Regions from separate parts of the Pan troglodytes genome. Here region 2 is linked to region 1. A link is a contact called in public Hi-C data. All regions are on one chromosome and are shown on one strand. The core of a region is the stretch at or near the end of the contact, and the rest is flanking DNA. Distances in the headings are between cores, read along the strand shown. Region 1 holds the start of EIF4E3 (eukaryotic translation initiation factor 4E family member 3). Region 2 has its middle 190 kb from the start of RYBP.

What was found. A called contact is a pair of places that touch in the nucleus more often than the background predicts.
Region 2: a contact with region 1 is called in a Hi-C map of stem cell-derived neural progenitor cells, with 3 times the contacts expected there. The contact joins the enhancer-like site here to the promoter of EIF4E3 in region 1.

Annotation. Positions count from the first base shown.
Region 1 is chr2:75,717,185-75,721,180 of NHGRI_mPanTro3-v2.0_pri, reverse strand. EIF4E3 (eukaryotic translation initiation factor 4E family member 3) reads left to right here and starts at 2,315. Exons shown (of 7, transcript XM_016940113.4): 1 at 2,315-2,526. The coding sequence starts at 2,351.
Region 2 is chr2:76,247,912-76,251,395 of NHGRI_mPanTro3-v2.0_pri, reverse strand. No RefSeq gene overlaps it. Among named protein-coding and RNA genes, the nearest start is that of RYBP, 190 kb to the left of the region's middle. Within about 2 kb of position 1,470, at least 10 of the 24 cell types and tissues checked have an H3K27ac peak or open chromatin away from gene starts, as enhancers often do. A contact at or near this core is called in stem cell-derived neural progenitor cells, where this site is marked.

The sequences.
Region 1 (3,996 bases), core at 1,066-3,565:
TATATATCAGCTATATATAAATTCATGTAACCACTTTGCAAAGCAATTTGGCAATATGTATCAAATTTTTAAATGCAGCCAACAATTCTTCTCCAAACTTATTCTGAGATTAGCTTGTGTAGATGAAGAAAGCCATAAATATAAAAATACTTACGGTAGCATTATTTATATAAGAAAATGTCTAGAAACCACATAAATGTTGGAGGCTAGTGAATTAAATTATATTACCTCTTTACAATGAATTACTTTGCAGCCCTTAAGATAAAGTACATCTATATGTTTTGATATGGAAAAATCTTCAAGGATATAATGTTAAGTGAAATAAGAAGGTACAGCATTGGTATTAAATGCTTCCATTTTGGTTATAAAAAAGATATAGATTTATAACTTATGAATCTAGATATATGCTTGCATGTGCATACTTGCATTTTTCTGGAAGGAAACTGTTGCCAGTGGTTTCCTCTGGGAATGAAGATTGATAGTCTTGGGAGGGAGGGAGACCTACTATTCACAGCTTGTTTTTACTTTGTGGACTTGTTAGTGTTCTGTGTAGAGAGGTAGGAGAGTCTGGCAGTTGAAAGTCTAGACTCTGGAGTCTGAATACCTATGTTCAAATCCCAGCTGTCCCACTTACTAGCTCTGTGACCTTGGGGTTATCTTAATCTTATCTCTGTTCCTCATCTGTAAAATGGGTTAATAGTATCTTCCTCACTGGCTTATTGTAAGGATTAAATGAGTTATTAAGGGTAAAGTGCTCAGAGCAGTTTAAACAATGCCATATACCACGCTTCTTGGAAAAATGAAAGGAGATATTAAGCAACAAGATAAATGCATCTAACCAAAAGCACCCTCCCCTGTTTTAGTGTTGGACAGATTTTATAAAATCTGTCATTGCTTCCAGCATTGTATGTTGTACAGAAGTTAAGTTTAAAGCAGCGGTCTTGTTTTTATTATTGTCACTTTATGTGACCTTGATTACCTTTTAGGGAGGGCATCTACTCTGGGATTCATGACAGTCTGCTATGATGCTGTTGATGCCCCTGAACTCATCTTGTTTTGTAGCTCTTCCATCCCAGCGAATGCTCAAGGCATGAACAGAACACATGCTAGGCCAGGTAGAAGGTCAATGAGGAGATGGAATCCCACGCCCTTCACTGTTCAAGGCCAGAGAGGAACTATCTAGAAATTCAAGTGTAAAGAGGATGTCCATGCTGGTTGTGACATGTGTGTTCACTTGCCTCATGCCTTTGCTTTTCTTTTGAAAAAGAAAGTGACAGAGACCTGGGGAGAGGCTGTGTTAGGAGGGCCCCTCCTACTTTGGGCTCAGGAATCTCACCGCCTAAGGGACTTCCTGGGTGCTCAGAGGTACAGGAAGCAGAGCGCTCTGTGTTCACAGGTGCCCGCTTTCCTCCTCCCCACTCGCCAGTGCTTTAGGGCAGATCTGGATACTTTGGCTGATTTTGGGAAATGTTCTCTGAAGTTAGCCACACATTAAGCCAGGCTTGAGGCCCTCACTGTGGTCACATGGTAGCTCCAGAGGTTGGGATGGGGGCTCTGGCCCCTTCAAATCAGCGGAGTTAGGAAGTATGCTCTCACCAAGAGGAATGCAAAGCCCACCTGCTCCAACCTCATGCCCCAGTCGGTGGTTCTCTTGTTCGTTCTTCTGTCTCGCCCTTTGTTCTGTACTCGCGGGCACTGGAGTCTCTTTATCCATTTGGCCATCGGTTCCCCTCTCCATTTATCTGTCACACCCAACTGTGCTTCCATCTGCCCTCCATCCCTCCTTCTCTCCTCCAGCCATCTGCCAGCCTTCACTCCGTCCTTCTGACTGCTGGTATGTCTGTCCATCCCTCCTTCCCTCGCACCACGTGGGTCTGGGGCTCCATCCCCTGTCTCATCCATCCCTCCATCTGTCCCTAGCCTGCCGCTCCATCCCGCTGCCCTTTTGCATGGCTGCAGAGCCAGCCCGCAGACCGTTCCCCGGTCCCTCTCACCCCCGTGGGCCCTCTAGCCCGTCCCCGGCCGCCACTCCAGGCCAGGCCGTCAGTCCCCCACGCTGGGCCCGCGCCTGAGCGGGATCGGCCCCCCATCCCTCCGTGGGTCTGTCTTTGTTCGGCGGCCCCGGCCCGGCCGTGCCTCCCACGGCCCCTCCGCGCGGCTCCCAGGCCCTGAAGGCGGCGGGCGGCGGGCGGCGGGCGGCGGGCGGCGGGCGGCGGGCGGCGGGCGGCGGGCGGCTAGCCCGGGGCGGGGCGGGGCGCGCGGGGCGGGGCGGGGCGGGGGCCGGGGGTGACTCAGCCGCGCTCGCCCCGCGGTCCGCGCGTCCGCCGGCCTTGCAGGCGGGGCGGAGAAAATGGCGCTGCCCCCGGCCGCCGCGCCCCCCGCCGGGGCCCGGGAGCCGCCGGGGTCCCGCGCCGCCGCCGCTGCCGCCGCCCCCGAGCCGCCGCTCGGCCTGCAGCAGCTGTCGGCGCTGCAGCCTGAGCCGGGCGGGGTCCCGCTGCACTCGTCCTGGACCTTCTGGCTCGACAGGTGAGGGGGCGCGGGGCCCGCCGCGCACGGCCCCGACCCGGGTCCTGCCGCCACCGCCGCTTTGTCTCGGCGCGGCCCCTCGCCCCGGCCCCGCTCCGCTGTGGCACAGACCCCGGCCCCTCCGCGCGTCCGCCTGCGCACCCCGGGACTCGCCCCGCCGGGTCGGAAGCCAGCTTCGGGCCGCGCCGGGCGGCTGTTCGGCGTCCTCGCCTCCGGGCCGGGGGAGGACAGCGCAGCCCGAAAAGTTTCGGCAACACTTTTTACCCCTTGTTCCCTTCCGATCGGAACGCGGCGTGCTGGCAGGGCCGTGGGAGAGGGTAGGCGAGCTGGGGGTGGCCGCGTCCCTGCTGCAGGGAGAGGGCTGTCCTGCTTACCCCGCGGGGCGCCTGGGAGCTCAGGACACGACCTCAGCTGTGACAGCGCTCGGAAAAGTTGCCCATCCGTTGGGAGGTGTGCGGTGGTGCAATGATTACTGCACGGCGGGCGCTCCCACCCCGTGTCCGGCCGCTGCTGCCGTGGACTCCTCTTCCAATTCTTCCTCATCCACTGGGCAGGTATTTCCTGAACACCTACAGTGGAGCCACACACCTGCTATGCGCTGGAGATTCAATAATGAGCAGCAGCTGACCTTGTCAGGAAGGGGGTGAATTATGGCTTTCTCAGGGGACAACCCAGGTGCTATCTTTTCAGAAAGACCCCCTGACTACCGTATCTAAAATAGAAACCTTGCTCCCTCGTTTTGTATTCTCCTGCCCTGCCTTCTTTTTCTTCCTAATGCTTAATGCAGCTGGATTTTATTATATATGAATTTGTTTACTTTCAGTCTGTCTCCCCAGCTCCTCAACACCTCCCCTCAGTTAAGGATAAAAGAGCAGTGGATTTTTGTTTTTGAACATTTTGGACCTAGAACTGTGCCTGGTCCCTAGTAAGAACACCAGAAATTGTTATGAATGAATAGATGGATGAATGCAAAGCCCCTTCTTAGTGTCTGCCCTGCAGTGGGTGCCCAATGATGACACCTCAAAGTTGTCCCAAGAGCATTTGGAAATTTTGATGAAACCGTGTCTACTCTGGCTAAGTGTTAGGAAGAAATGTGTGACAGTGTTCTGAGAAGTTTGCTTGGTACACACAAATCTGGTTTTAAAAGGCTTTGCATAAAATGACTGCAAGATTTTGTTTTAAAAAAGTGATATTCATTTTTTTTTTTTTTGGTTAAGACAAGCTCATTTCTTTTTTCCTTTTGGGTTCTTATAGCACCCGTCTATAAGAATTGTCACTTGCTGCCATTTTCTTTGCCGGAGACCCAAAAAAGTTGGGGGTGGGGGAGATGGAGTGAGTTTCGTTCTTTCAAAACATTTTCACTTTCGTTATGGGATGCTAAGAGAGCATTATACTGTCATAACAAGCGTGCTTTTGGCAGACCTTAGCAGAATGAAATCGTGTCTGTTTTCATAGGTGTGCTGCAACTGT
Region 2 (3,484 bases), core at 221-2,720, 530 kb before region 1:
TTGGGTGGAGTAGGAACCAGAATTTGAATGACCAGATGAACAGAATTAGATGAGAATCCTTTTTCTGGTTGTCTATTTGCAGCCTCTAAGAAGTGAAGTCTCCTGACTCATCCACATTTGAGTTTGGACATATGCTACTGGGACTAATGAATTTAGATAGCTTGGATGGTGGTCCAGTTTCGGGGACCCCCATGATGGGGGATGGTGTCTTTCATGGTAAACAAGATGTCTGACAGCATAAACAGCACAGGGAGGAGCTCTGGGTACTGTATAATGAATACAAGAAACTACCCTACCTCACAGTGGCATATGTGTTTTCTGGAAAGTCACAGCTGTCAACTGAAGGGGAGACATCTCTAAACTCAAATGCTTCAGGGGCTTAAGCAGCTTTGCTGTGTGACCCCTCTAAGTGAGTGTGATGCAGCGAGCATGTCATTCATTTCTTCCAGTTGATGATAGGACTTGCTGGCCACCGGGAGCTGGTGCCAGGAGAGATTTGGGGTTCTGGAGGATGGTGGATTTTCAGCTCCAGCAACACCAGCAAGGAAACAGCAGTTTCAGTGCAAAGAGCTGCGAAATCCCAGCCTTCCTAGCCTCATGGCGCCTGGGTCTCTTTCACAGATACACGCAAGCAGTATTGGAGCCGGAACTGGCCTCTAGAAATGTCGACCAGTTGTCATCCTCACCAGCAGACTACCGGAGTGTTTATTTCTCTTCTGCTTTCGCCAGCTCTGGACATTCTCACTAAAAAATAAAACAACAAATCCTGCATGGCTTTAAGAAGTCTCTTTATACATATGCATACATAGAAGCCGGAGGGTCCCGAAGCCATTCTGATTGGGCAACAATTTGGAAGACAAATGATGACAGCCTCATTATGGGGCATGGCCAACCGACTGCCATCCTGCTTGAGAGGGTCGAGCAAGCTGCACACATTTTAATGTTCACTCGGGAGAGCGCTCCTCTCTTCCTCTTCAATTACCCAGCATGGTTACGTGGTGCTTTTCACTCACCAAGCCCTGGAGGTTAATTACTCCACACGGCGCCTTTTACCAGCAGGAGGTGTGCCTTGGCAGTCCTCAGCCCTGCACGTGGCCTGCCCAGATGGGTGGCACATCCCGCCCTCGCTGGCTGCTGGGTTTCAGTTTGTTTTTGTTTATGTTGGCTCCGTTTCAACAGAGCCTACAGATGTGGTCAAACTGGAAAGGGGGTGGGGGACTAGAAGCAAAGGGGGGAAATAAAGGCGCCAATCATTTCTGATATCATCTGATCTGACCAGAACTTTTTGAAGGGGTCAGTGAGAAAAGCCAGGCTTGGTCTGGGCCTCTGCTGCTTTCTATTTTCGGTCTTGTCTCCATCCCACCCAGAGAGTGGGAAGCCCAGGCACTGAGGCTCACCTTAAAGAGCCCGCGCAGAGCTTGCTCGAAGCAGCTCTGATTTCCAGGCCACAGGCAGGAATGGCTTGGTTCATTGGCCGCTTCTCCTCTTGGGGCTCCATGGGACTGGCTTAGTCCTAATGAGAGCTGGCAGACAGAGAGGAAGCAGGGTTGACAGAGAGCTGACTGCCCCTCCCCAGGCAGACTTTTCACCTGGCAGGTAAAAACCATCCCAATTAGCTGCCACAGCAAGGCTGGGCCTGGAGCTCACAGCCCATCCTGTCACCTGCCTTCCCTGGTGGCGGAAGCAGAAGCAAGCCTGGGGGGCATGGCGGGTGGGTGGGGGGCTGTAGGCTGTGGGTGTGTGGGAGGACCCAGTTCCCAGAAGAGGCTGCACTTTCTCTGGGGTTTCCACAAAGCCCAGGAGATCTCTTCTGGGACAAACCCTTGCCCCAGCAGGCTTGGGGAGGGGCAATGAAAGAGTTAAAGCCCTCACTTCTTCACCCACCTCCCTGCTCCCCTATGACTGTTCCAGTGGCCCCCCCTTCCTTGTGGGGCTCCTGCGGCTTCCACAGGGAGCCAGGCAGGGCCCTGCCCCTGGCTACATCTGCCAAATGCAAATAGTTGCTAAAGTTATTTAGTGTGTCCTCACGGCTCCTTTTTGTCACTGGTGTTCCCTAGGCAACCGCTGCTGGAATGCAGTCAACTTCTAGAGGTTCTTCACAGGCAGGAATAGAAAATGGCTCTTGCTCACTTCTTGTTTGGGGGCTTCTCTGAGTGGATCCTTACATTGGGAACTAGAGTCCTTGCTTTTCTTATTTGAAAAGAGGACAGCGAGAGAAAGCTGACCAAACTGCCCTCTAGAAGTGGAGGAGGTGGAAATTCAGGGTCCCTTTGCTACTTTCGCTGGATGGAGGTGACCAGGGCTACAGAGAATGGCCTTCAACATGTTTATTTCCTTCTGCCAAGACCTTCCCACAGGAGCGACCTTCCCATAGAGCAAGAGAGGTTTCTCTCTTCTTTCTAAAGATTATACAGATCAGTCAACTTTATCTTAAAGCTATATTTCTCATATAAGCAAAACATTTCTTATAAAAAATTAGAAAATACAGATAAAGTATAAAAAAGGGAAAAATCCCTATACACATTTCCCATAATCCCATCATCCAGAGATGATTACTATTAACATTTTGATTACATGCTTATATTTGTATAGAAGTCTTATACAAATTACCCCCAAACTCAATGGTTTTACAGTGGTTCTCAAACATTTTTGGTCTCAGGACACTTTTACACTTGTAAAGTCATTAAGGACCTCAAAGAACTTTTGCTAGGTCAGCTATATCTATCAATATTTACTGTATAGGAAATTAAAGCTCAGATAATTTTAGAATGAAGAAGGCACACACATGTATTCTATTAACTATCACAGCAATAATGTTATTACACATCATATAACCTATGGGAAAGTCCACTGTACACTCTTGAGAGTGAACAAGGCAAATAACATGTTAGTAGTATTAGCAAAAGAGTTTGGACTTTGCAGATCCTCTACTAGGGCCTCAGGGACTCCCCAGGAGTTCCCAGATCCCAGACCATGCTTTGAGAACTGCTGATTTTAAAACATTTAGAATTTGCTATTGCTTATGAGACCTCTGGTCAGCTGGAGGGCTCTTCTGATCTTGACTGAGCTCATTGGTGTATCTATAATCAAGTGTGACAGGTGAGTGGCTCTGCTGAACTTGGTGACTCCCTTATGTATTTGAGGGTTAGCTGGTTAGAGTCAGATCGAAGATGGCCTCAGTTGAGACTGCTAAGCTCTCCTCCATGGGGTCTCTCATCCTCCAGTGGGCTAGGCTGGGTTTGTGCACATGTCAATGTCAAGATTTTGAGAGCTGGAACAAGAGCAAGAGTGAGAAGGCAAGGTGGGTGGGGAGGGGGAAGAGAGAGAGAGAGAGTGCAGGAGTGCTCATGGCTTCTTGAGGTCTAAAGACAGGAGCACTGACTGTCAATTTCTCTATATTCTATTGACCAAAGTGACTCGCATGGCCAGGAGGTGCAAAATAGACTCTACCTCTTTTTGGGAATTGTGGCAAAGTCACATTATA